Linked DNA regions of Rattus norvegicus: region 1 is linked to region 2. A link is a contact called in public Hi-C data. All regions are on one chromosome and are shown on one strand. The core of a region is the stretch at or near the end of the contact, and the rest is flanking DNA. Distances in the headings are between cores, read along the strand shown.

What was found. Hi-C and Micro-C count contacts between places; a contact is called where the count stands out from the background.
Region 1: a contact with region 2 is called in a Hi-C map of hepatocytes, with 2.0 times the contacts expected there. The contact joins two enhancer-like sites. A contact is called at or near these places in 4 of 12 Hi-C or Micro-C datasets (the A7r5 cell line, hepatocytes, kidney and 1 more).

The regions. Positions count from the first base shown.
Region 1 is chr2:37,677,911-37,683,913 of GRCr8, forward strand. It overlaps Cwc27 (CWC27 spliceosome associated cyclophilin), which reads right to left. Exons shown (of 14, transcript NM_001013199.1): 10 at 4,650-4,801. Among named protein-coding and RNA genes, the nearest start is that of Cwc27, 28 kb to the right of the region's middle. Within about 2 kb of position 1,986, at least 7 of the 93 cell types and tissues checked have an H3K27ac peak or open chromatin away from gene starts, as enhancers often do. A contact at or near this core is called in hepatocytes, where this site is marked.
Region 2 is chr2:37,362,900-37,369,024 of GRCr8, forward strand. Adamts6 (ADAM metallopeptidase with thrombospondin type 1 motif, 6) reads left to right here. Exons shown (of 24, transcript NM_001108544.2): 24 at 1,144-4,174. The coding sequence ends at 1,253. Among named protein-coding and RNA genes, the nearest start is that of Adamts6, 210 kb to the left of the region's middle. Within about 2 kb of position 1,287, at least 3 of the 93 cell types and tissues checked have an H3K27ac peak or open chromatin away from gene starts, as enhancers often do. A contact at or near this core is called in hepatocytes, where this site is marked.

The sequences.
Region 1 (6,003 bases), core at 736-3,235, 320 kb after region 2:
TGGAAAGTAATTGTAAAAACAGAGCTGTCGCATTTCTGCAGGATTTGCTTGGATTCAAATATAAGGGGCCAGAGTGTGGTTTGAAGGTGACCCCTTGCATATGGACTAACCAAGACTCAGTGAACTGACCTGGCACATTTAAAGTAGTATATTATTTCAAATAGCTCAAGGAACAGTTTTGTTGAGAATACCCAAAATTCCTGCAATAAAGATCCAAACAGAATGAAAAAGGAAACCTGCCAGAAATATTAAAGTATGAGATGGTTTATATTACAACCAATACTAATCCAGAATTTTAACCATAACAGGTAAAGGCAGTAAAATAAACCATCTAGTGCGGCATTACTCTAAAGAGTTGAGCTTTATGCACAAGTTAGTATTTGAATAGTGGCTCTAAAGATTCCTCATCTTACTACAACTAGGATGGCATGTATGAAACCTGTAGTATTTGTCACTGTCTAGCCCAGGCTACCTCAAACTCATGAGTTTCCAACCTCACCCTCTTGAATGCAGGGCTGCAGGCATGGGCCACACCTCTGGCCCTCTTTTGCTTTTCCTAATTTGGTGTATTTTGTGAATATACATCACTTACTCACTGCCTGTGACACTTCACACGCATGTACAATAAAGCATATGCCATACTGTCTACAATTCTTGAACTTTCAGGACTTGTGTTTGCTGAGAACAGAACATTCTGAAGCTGGATCGTGAGACCTTAAGTGTGGGAGGTCCACACTGAAGTTTCGTGTAGCTGGTGAGGTGACTGATGACAGAAGCAAGAGCATGAGTGTGTGAGGGAGGACCAAGTGAGCAAACTCTTTTACCAGCATCCAATGCTAAGATAGATACCTAACCCATCCTTGAATAATCACACTAATTAGTGTGACTGTCCTCGGGCCCTAACGATCTCTAATCGTTAAGAGCCCATCTCTAATACTGCTACAAGTGAACTCTGGAGAAGCATCCAAACAACACCAATTAGAGAGTGAGCTTCTGCAGACAGAAAACATTTCTCCTGTATCTTTATGTTTCATAACAGCTCTTACATATGCAGATATTATTAAAAGCAGGACCGAGTTAGACCTTCATATCTGCGTCCAACCAAAATGTTTGCTGAAAACACATTTAGACCACTATTACTTCAGACCAAAGAAATAATTACAAGTCTTATATGTAGACTAATTATCCAGAATTTAAGCCAGGTATTTCTGTTTCTTTCCCTCTTTCCACTCCCTGCCTCATTCCACAGCACTAGGGTAAGAGGAGGAAGCGCCCTCCGACTGCTCGGTTCCATCCTGGCCTGTAAGGTACTGAGATCATGGTGGGGACATCTGGAAGCCACACTTCAGGAGCTCTAAGTTTACTTGCTAGAATGCACACGTGATTTGAGCTTTTAAATTTTACTATGCTTTAAAAATTATATTGTCATTTTTTTAATGTGTTACCTTTATTTTTTGAAATGTAATTACCAGGTTACCTTTTTTAATTTGTAAAGGAAAGAAAACCACTTATATACCATGGAAAACTTAACTTTCTAAGTGTGATTTCAATCAAAAGTAGCCCATCTCTCTGATATGTGTATCTATTCACACAACCTTAAAGTCTGCGGAACATTTTCCTGAGAGGGCTAGAATTCCTACAGGGGAAATCACTCAAACTTCCACGAGACATCCTAGTCAAACATTGTAAACTCAACAGAGGAATATGAAAGGGACTAAATTTAGTGTTAGCTTATTTTTCATCCAGCCCTCAGGAGTTATGAATATATCACTTTTGACTTTATGTTAATATGTTTCATAATTTAAAGCTTAACCAATTCATAAGGTCTTCTTCCTCAACTTTAATACTTGTGTCTTACTACTTGGTACTGCTCCTGCAGAACAGAAACTACACCGTGAAAGGCAGTGATTTCGTATGACTGCAATCGTTACAACAAATGGTATCTGACTGGTCTCTCCCTCCATCTGATGCTAATGTTTAACTAGCTATTTTGAATCAGTACACGGATGCAGGAAATAAAAAGCAGGGCAGGAAACTCAATTGGCTTTTACATGACTAACTTGTAGCCACTGAGTGCCACCTACAGGCAAACACAACTCATTACATTAAGCTTTAGGCTAAAACTTTCCACTTCCAGAGATACTCAACCAGCTTGGGTTGACAGGAGGGAAAGTGAACATTTTAAGCCTTTATCCAGCCTTGGGCACACATGAGGAGAAATGGGGTTTAAGTTTTTATGAGCCTATACCAAGAATTCTGACGAGCTCATTTCATCATAGAGCCTCTTCAGAGATGGGAGGGAGTGAAGGGCATGGACAGAACCTTTGAGTGAAGAGAGAAGTAGTTAGAAATAAATGTTTGCTTCATATTTCTAGGAACATTTATCAATTACTTTACAGAAAAGATTAAAATCAACTAATATTCATAATGCTTATATTTATTCAAAACTTAATAATAAACATTTGTTTTAAATGACCTCTACAAATACAGAAGTCAGAGGACAACTTTTGGGCATCAGTTTTCTCCTTCTGCCATGTGAAGTTCTTACCTTAAATTTAAAAGCACTTTTAGAGAATTAATTTTCCTAAATTTACTTTCCTTAGAGGGCTTACAAGTACTTCAATAAAGGTTTTATTCCTAATACTGTGAATGTACAAAGTACTCATAAACGTAGTGATTTAGGATTTAAAGTGTGCTAACAGTATGTCAAAAGTAAACTTTCACTAGACATTGTCTAGGATGCAAGTATCTAAGAAGTCACATAAGAACTAGGCCTCAGACGACAGGACAGACATGCCTCTGACTCACACTTCTCCCCTTAAGAGTCCAGAACCCCTTTAGGTAGCCACCACCTCTCACGCTCAGACACTGATAAATGTCTGTTAGTCTCCTCTCCTCTCTCCTTACCAAATATTAGTGGCTCTCCAATGTCCGATCCTGCATGCCTAAACCCCAAGATGATGCTGTGTGGTGACTAAGCTTTGGGGAGGTAACGTAGGCTCGAAGATGAAATCAGCACAAAGCAAACTGGTTAGCACTCTGCCTTTGACTGTACCGTCTACAAACCATGACCAGCAGGGTCTGTTAAACTGGTTAGCACTCTGCCTTTGACTGTACCGTCTACAAACCATGACCAGCAGGGTCTGTTAAACTGGTTAGCACTCTGCCTTTGGCTGTACCGTCTACAAACCACGACCAGCAGTGTCTGTTTAAGTCAGAGCTTTCACCAGTCTCTTTAGCTGCCACAGACTACCATCTGTCAACCAGTCTCCTCATTAACTATAGTCTCAGTTCATTATTCACCATCAAGATCATATCCTACACTAGCCACTCATGTCATGTTTGCGCAACATGACCACACCACAAATGACAATTCTTGAAAGACAACCCTGTATGGTAAGGATGAACACAATATTGAAAAATGTAATGTTTGGTATTTTCATATGAAACAAACCAATTTTAGTCACTTATGAGAAGTGTATTAAAAATAAGCCTTAATTAGATCTTATAGAAAATTTAATTGTATTAAATTATAACTTATGTTAGTTACATGTTATATATGTATTTTAAATTGTACTGAATCCAACAAGATAGAGTTCAGAATTTAAGAAATACCCACACATACATACTTAGATATACGCACAATTAAACAAACAACAAATTAGTATTAGTTTTGCCTACTAAATTATCTAAAAAGAAAGAAGAAAAAGTTGCAGTATAAGCTTAATCTAAAAGAAAATAACAATAAAAACTCCTTTAATCCATAAAAACCTTTAAATAGTACGTGGTTAAAGAACAGGGGGATAGAAACTATCAATCAGTGATTATTTGAATTTCAGGGATATCTGCTGCAAAGCAGAGGAATAAAATAATTTCTAAGTTCCATTTCTGAACACAAAAATTTTATCAGTAGAAATTTCTAGGGCTCACTTTTAATTTTGGTTAAACAAAGCAAATATTGAGGGGCCTCTGCAATGCAAATGCCTCAACACTTAAGCTTCCCACACAAGGCTGGGAAACACACATGAACTTATTTATTTACTTCCATTGTATTGCATAGGTCCACTGAAGAAAAGACATCCCATGACTCTGTAATGCAGTGATATTTAAGATGTATACCCTAGATTTGTAATGAAGAGTCATATAGGAAGGGAGGGAGGTTTCAAACTGAGTCAAATTTCAAAAAAGCAAAATGTCAAGTCACAAAATCCAACAAACAACACCAGACAGAACTTCCTGCTTTACTGAAACTTATTTCACAATACCAATGACCAAGCAGGTGTGTGGTTTTTAGTCAATCAGACTTGAAAAGGCATCTAAGAACAGTTTCAACCCACTTTATTCACCATTTGGAGAAATTTTACTCACCAAAATTTTTGAGGCTGTCTCTCTTATATAAGTCATTTAATGTTCTCATTGGTATTAGTTAATACGATTTTGTACATGCAGCTAATGTACTGTTTACTGTACATTAAATTTACTTTGATTCTGGTCTCATTTAGGCCACGAAGAGGCTGGTTTTCACAAGTGGAGCAGTTAAGAAACACTAGGCAATGGGAGCTTACAGTTCAGTGAATAGAGTACTCGGTCCCCTGAAGAGAGGCGTCAAGTGGAGGGCACGGATGCCCAGAACATCACGCCTGACTCACCTTCGGCTTGCGGGCTTCTTCTCCCCATCTCCGGCTGACTTCACATTGGCACTTGCATCTTTCTTCAACCGTTTTGCGATTCTTTCTCTCATCAGGTTCTTCTCATCCTCCTCCATGGAGCCATCATGCTCTACACTGTCATCTTCAGCATCCTGTGAAAGCTTAGGGTGAGAAGTATCCAGGCATTGTGTCCAGAGACTCATCTGAAATGCCTGCTGAGTTCTAGGCCAGGTTTGTTTAGTTTGTTTAAGGTGTTGAGGACTCCTCTCCCTTTGGGGTAACCCCTGAATTCTGCTCTAGGCAAGTAAGACAGGATCCCAAGGATAGTTGGCTCCCTTCACTCCCAGCTCTTCTGTGTGGCTCTCCCTTTATATCACCCAAGGTTCTTGTCTACACACAGTGCTATCCTTATCCCAGTAGAAATGTGGTTCCTGAGGCAGCTGACCAGCACAACATCAACCAGGAACTGATTCAAGAAGGAGAGAGGCGGTACACTGAAGAAGCTGAGACAAGCACCTTGGGAGAACACCCACCGAGTGCTCCACAGACCCAAAACACCAAACTAAACTCCCTTAGGCTCCCATAATCTAAGACACTAATCACTATTCTTTTGAAAGCTTTGCAGAGTCCCAGCTGCCTACCTTCTCTCTGACATAATCCCCTTCGAGTCATTTTCTTTATCCTGAAACACTGTCATTCTAGAGACCCAAATGTTCGCTTTTTCCTGTCCTACCCCCTTAGTGATGTATTTCTTGACTTTATTATTAACACAGAATTTTAAAAAATACTACTAATAGATAAAACCCTGCCACCTCATATTCCCCTTCCCTCTTATTTCCGTAGCACTTACTATTTATTTACATGGTCTTTGTTTCTCAGAAGGAGAATGTGCCATGACAGTTAAAGGTATGGCCTGCTGTCTTACTATTTTCTATTTAGTTTTAGAATAGTTTCCAGCAATGCTGGAGGAGAGAGACCGAAGGTGTGCTTTACTTCCTGTGGTCCACTGGACTGCTGAGCCACGGGAAGACAGTCCTGACTTGAGGACCAGGAATCTCACAGCAGCGATTTTCAAAGACTGGTTATTTGTTAAGAACATAGAATCCACAGAGGCATAATGACACCTGCCTTCAATCCTAGTAGTTGGGAAGCAGGGGCAGAGGCTGTCCTTTCTCTAAGAGTTGGAAGCCGGCCTGATCTACAGAGCAAGTTCCAGGCCAGCCAACTCTACAGCTGAGACCCTGTCTCAAAACAAAACAAAAACCACAAAAAACCTACGCATGAATATACATTTATACGTTGATTTTCATACATAGAAGATATAAGTACAGAATCAATCAGATAATTACTTGAT
Region 2 (6,125 bases), core at 37-2,536:
ACTTGAGGGTTCCTATTTCAGATTGGAAGGAAAAGAGCTTTTAAAGCAGGAGCATAAGACTGTACCTCACTCTTTAAGAAGAGCTAGCAGCACTCTCCTTAGTTTATACTCATTTTTCATGTCCATGCAGATTTGAAACCAGGACAGAACAAACGAACACCAAAAGTTACGTTACATTGAATTATTCCTGGGTCGCCATGAGTCTGAATTGCCTGAAGTGGTTTTCTTGGGATAGCTCAGTATAATCAGGTAGAGGAATGTGGAAATTTAAGCAACTGTGTTCTCAAATATTTTTAAATCCCCAAATAAAATAACCATAATACTAAAGAGGAGTCACCTTTGCAGTAGTAGATTGTACTGATGGAAGAGGAAGGCGTGGCCCCTGTCAATCGAAGTTCTCAGCCTCACCATTGCCACCAGCCCTGGGGGAGGAGGGGGTCTTTCACTCCTTCACCTCTGGTTGCAAGAGCTGCACACTGCAGCTGTGGCTGTTCTAACGCTGGTGAGAAAATACACACAGGAGCAAAGAAGGCCGTATCTGTAGCTCACTTCCAGATTAAAAAGGACATTTCTATGTTTCCAAAGCCCATAGAGGGCTGCCCTTGGAGGCCAGCCCCTCACAGCTCTCCTCCTTATGATGGAGTTGCTGAGTCCAGACACTGTCCGCACCTTTGCGTGCAGCGTGACTGAAAGACATGTGGACTTTGGGATCAGACAGTGCGACTCAGGTTTGATTCTGGATAACCTTACACATTAAATAAAACAACCCTTGAGAAAGAAGCAATAAAAACACTGTAAGAAAAATGACTCGTGTTTCCAAGATGTCTAAAGCGATCACTCATCCCAACAAATGGTAATTCTTTCAAGACACAGTGGGCATGCACCACACTTATAAAACTCTGGAAGAAAAGCCTTGCATTTTTTTTAAAACTGTGTTAAAATATACCAAAAGAATGTTTCTGGTAGGCTGTTCCAGACAGTGTGTTTAAAAACAAAAACAAAATTAAAAAAATAAAAAAAGAAGTCACAGGGACACGCAAGACAGGGTGGATCGGCCAGTGGGGTCTTCCCTGCTCGCTGGCAGGCTCATCAGCTCGCTGACGTGACTCTGATTGTTTCCCACTTTCTGCCTCTGTTTGTTAGAGTGCAAAGATGTGAACAAAGTGGCATATTGCCCACTGGTGCTGAAGTTCAAGTTCTGCAGCCGCGCATACTTCAGACAGATGTGTTGTAAGACCTGCCAAGGACACTGACCCGCAGAGAGCCAGACAGTCCTGTCATTTCATCATGGAAACCCGTCCGTCAACGAGAGCCACCCAGAGGAAGCGGATGGATGTTCTTACAAAAGCATTACCCTGTGGAAAATGTAACCACTGGTCAGCCCCAGCTGACAGGATTTCAATATTATTTTAACTTCTGTGAAGTGGGATTTATTGATCCAAAGTGCTGGACACGGTATCAGGAGGGAGATCTGAGAGATCCAAACAACACAGGAAACTCACTTACTGTGGAACGTTTGTGTTCTTTCGAGTAAATCTAACAGCCTGTTTACCTCCTTGGACCATTAAGATAATTTTTATTATGGACTTAGCAATGACACTGAATCCATTTGTATTTAAGACTGTTTAAAATGTAGTTATTATGACTTGGTTAACTATGAAAGTAGAAGAGAGTCAGAATTCTTAAGTCATAGCTTAAAAATATTTACTACCCTTTATCGCACCACAATAGCACCAAACTTAAATTATAAAATGGGCTTTAAACTGTAATTTAAGAAACAACTATAAATCAAAAGTAATGAAAGTTTGTATTATTTTTCTCTGTCCCACTTACTTTCCTTAGGAGTAACCCCTGTTCTGAACACTGCTGTGAGCCCTGTATAAACTCCAGTAACAGTGAGGGCTTGGCTTGAAGCCGCGCAGCCATTGCTGCAGCTGCGCATGTCTATAAACTCAGTGGCCAGCTTGCCGTCGTGCAAGTGAAGCTGAGATTTCCATTAAAACTTTAAGAGAGAAACATTTCAATTTCATGCAGAAGCCAGACCTAGGCTATGGCAGAGACTGAAGCACCATGCCCTTTGCAGCCATCACGTGGGGTGCCGTACTCGAGTCACCCGGACTCCTTAGTGTTTACATCCCCACCAGCCACAGATCAGCTTCTGCCCTACTGGGCTGTTGCATGCATGGTAAGCTCATGGCGACAATGCCATGGGAAAGATAAGCTCGCTCAGTAACAGCCACTTGCTGACAGCACGATGGGTTCCAGATGTCCCTTCTTTGATATGGTAGAAGGGCATTTATTTATATGAGAGCAAGTGTATACGTGTGTGTATGTGTGTGTGTGTGCAGACACTCCTGAGTGGGGGAAACAGGTGAGTTTGCTTGCATATAAATGTGCTGTTTCTGTGAGTTTTAAAGTCGGGGAGGATAACAACCAAAGAAGAAAAGCTCCACGAAGAGAGATCACAATATAAATTTAAAAGTCACTTGACCACATCATTTTTACAGATAGTCTCAATGGCAATTAAATGTGAAACCCAGTTTCCTGGGCGTGTCAGGTTCTAAAAATCACACTTTACTGAACTGAAATGACTAGCCTGGGTCTTCCCATCTCCAAGCTTCACAAGTTGCCATCAAAAGATTCGACAAGTAGATTTTTAAGGGTACTTGCTTACGCTAATACTTCGTACTTGAACATTTGTAATTTGTAGTAGGTTGTTGGTGAATGTGCTTTCTGTCGAGCACACCTCCTTAGTCCTTCACATGTGTGCCCCATACACACAGCATCGTCTAAAACAAACTAAACACCTACATGGTAACAAAGAGAATATTTTCATTTAAGAGCATGTCTCACTTATCTACCACTGTGCTCTGAAGATAGATTTTGGTGTGTCACCTATGTGGTGACCTTAGAAAGGCTGTCACCAAAGGCCTCCTCGGCTTCTTACTTGCTATGTACAGTTGGCCTGGATGCTAGCCCACAGTCCAGTGTGACCAGCCATATCTCATTCCCTGCTTCTTCCTCAGTATCATCCCCACGTTTTCCAGAGGAGGCCAACACCTCCATATAACTGCCCTGAGAAGACCAGCCTGAGTGCCATCACCGCCATTCCAGTAAAGTAAGGCAACACATGGGAGCCTGGCCCAGACTTGAATTCCCTTGGTCCTTTTCAAAGGACAGTTAACTTGGTGCTAATGTGCCTGGTAAAATATAGGAAGACTGGCGATCGCCGAGGCAGTTTACACATAGGCTTGCTATCCAGATCTGATATTTTTTAATCAACTTTAATACTAACTCATGCTTATATTCCAAGAAGATTTCCTACAGTACTTGTAGAAAGCTGTATTTACCTCACTTGGAAGCTAACACCGCAAGGGCTGACTCCCAGGTACTGTGCTTAGCTAGGATAAGAGATCAGCCTGAGCTCTCCACAGGAAGTGCATTGGCATTGCTGACAGGCTACTGCCAGGGGCAGCACAGCCTTCCTTCTGTGGGGGAAGCAAAGCATGGGTATAACAGGATTCAACATTCTCAAGGAGACCCTGAACTTAATCCTGAGCAGGTTACACAGAGCAGAGAGCATCTTCCATAGCACAGCACACCACCACTGCTACTGCAGCCATCTCTGTCCTACAAGGTGGCAGGGATCAGCAGCGGAGGCCGGGCTGCCTTGGCAAGCACTCCAAGTGTTATGAGCTGTATTGACTACTTAGGGTACCAGGGTACCCATGGTTAGGAGCAGTGTCTGCCACTGGCATAAAGGCCTCCCAAAAAAAGGAATGTTAAATATACCCAAATGATTGAACCCCTAAAGGCAGGTATGACTTCCCAATAGTCCATTTAATTAGGAATTTATGTATTTGAGTGAATGTCTTATAGGTATCGTTAATAATACAGAACAAAATTACCTTTGTATTATTGTGACTAGTTGTTGCTTATTATTTTATACTCGGTATTAATGTGGTACACTGTTACTATTTTTGCTTTTGTAAATTATATTCTAATTTATTGCCATGTTTCCTAACACCTGTCCTTTATTCATTCTCCTGCTCGTAATGGAAATGAAAGTCATTGCAACACTTGATGGAGTGAAATTTCATACCAGGCACAGATGTTTTTTAACATAGATAATTCAGTAAATAATAAAATCTTCAGCTTGTAAAAGTGATGCAGATGAAGTTGTCTGTTTCCTAAAATGATTGCCTTGATCTTGTAGCAGTAAGTGCTTGTCCCTGAGAGTACCAGATATCTATAGTCCAAATTTACTCAAGCACTGCATGATGGAGGGCTTTGCCATACTCTCATCATGGCCTCCGGGATTGCATCTGGCCAAGTGTCATAGCTCTAATAAATGCAAAGGCTTCAGGCTTTCCACTGGGCTGCCCCTGCTAGCCGCCTACCAGCATACTTTTCAAAAGGCTTGAAAGGAATCCATGGCCACTGCCACACACCTTCATTCAACAATGGACATTTCCATCCTTTGTTCTTTTCCTCCCCTACAAATTATCCATTTTATTAAAGATATAGATGCTTCACCACGGAAAGAGAACTGAACAGTGAACTCATACTGGACAAATTTTTCTATGATGATTCCACTGGGCACATAGAAACATAATGGGAACACTTTTCATCTTCAGACATTCCCTTTCAGACTGAAGGCCATACAGAAGCATAAAATGTTTCCATAGTAGCAACTTCATCTGTCAACTAAGAAGACATAAATGACTAAATCAACTAAGAAGACATAAATGACTAAATCAACTAAGAAGACATAAATGACTGAACACAACGATGTTTTATTCTACCAACACTTGTCCCATACATACGCGTGCAATATTGCACATAAAATAAGTCAGATTGGACCAGGCATGGTAGTATTTATTTATTATCACAGCACTTGTTAGGTTGGGTCATGAGGTCAGTCTTTGCTATGTATCAAGACCCTTTCTCAGAATAATCCATCAATCAACCAATCAGTAAGACTGAGCAAAATGAAATAATTATGTAGTCTTGGGAAAGTCTTCCCCTAGGCTAGCCTAGGTCCCAAACATGAAAACATTATGAACATTCAATTTATAAAGAGTGTAAGGGAACTGACCATTTAACCACAAAGCATAATCTTGCTAGGAAGAAGAGACACCAAGATGTTCATTGACTTAAACTCCTGCAACTTATATCTGTACTTTGCTTTCAAGCGTCCAGTGAGATGTTTTCTTTCCTTCTGAGGCATCTGGTATGATGCTATCCTGCTATGGTGCTGACTCTCAGAAGATCCTCCTACTCTCTAGGGAGCAATATTCCAACCCCAAAGCCATTATAGGCCAAAAGGCAGGGTATTTGCACAAGTGAATTAAGAACAAAGTTACATATTAACCTTGGTAACAAAAATGTGAATTTGAATGTCTGGCATACAATTAATTCTTTTAAAAGGAAAAAGAAATTCAGATGGTGGCTCACAACCATCTGTAATGGAATCAAATGCCTTCTTCTGGTGTGTCTGAAGACAGTTATAGTGTACTCATATAAATAAAAATAAATCTTAAAAAAATGAAATGTAATTCAGAAAGAAAAATATATCTTAGCCCAGGAGAATTGGAAATTCTAATAAGTGATCACAGTACACACACCAAATCAGTTCCTGGCCAGAGAGTGACAGATAATCTACACTTAGAATTTGCTTTTTGAAAAAGTTTTATTGATTCTGTTAATTTCACATCATGCACCACACTCCCCCATCCCTCCATATCTGCCCTCTGCCCTTGCAACCTAACCCTCCACACAAAGCAGTAAATAAATTAAATTCTTAAAATCTCACTGGAAGCTATGGTGTATAACACCGGTACACCCTTTTTCCCAAACAGCTTTACTTGCAGAAGTTTATTGCAATGACTCCTTGGTCTGGTCCGAGGCCTCTGGCTTCTGCTACACTCTTAATACTGGATCCTCACTGGGGCTCTTCTCAGATATGCTGTTGTATCCCTAGGTCATGACTGCAATTGGGAGAACAGCTGCATCAAACCTGGACAGGGCAGTAGAGCTGGCCCCAAGGACAAGGGAGTGAGAATGGAAGAGATCACCCCAACCCTAACCAGAGCAGCCCTGGAGAGTTGGCCCTGATTCTGTGA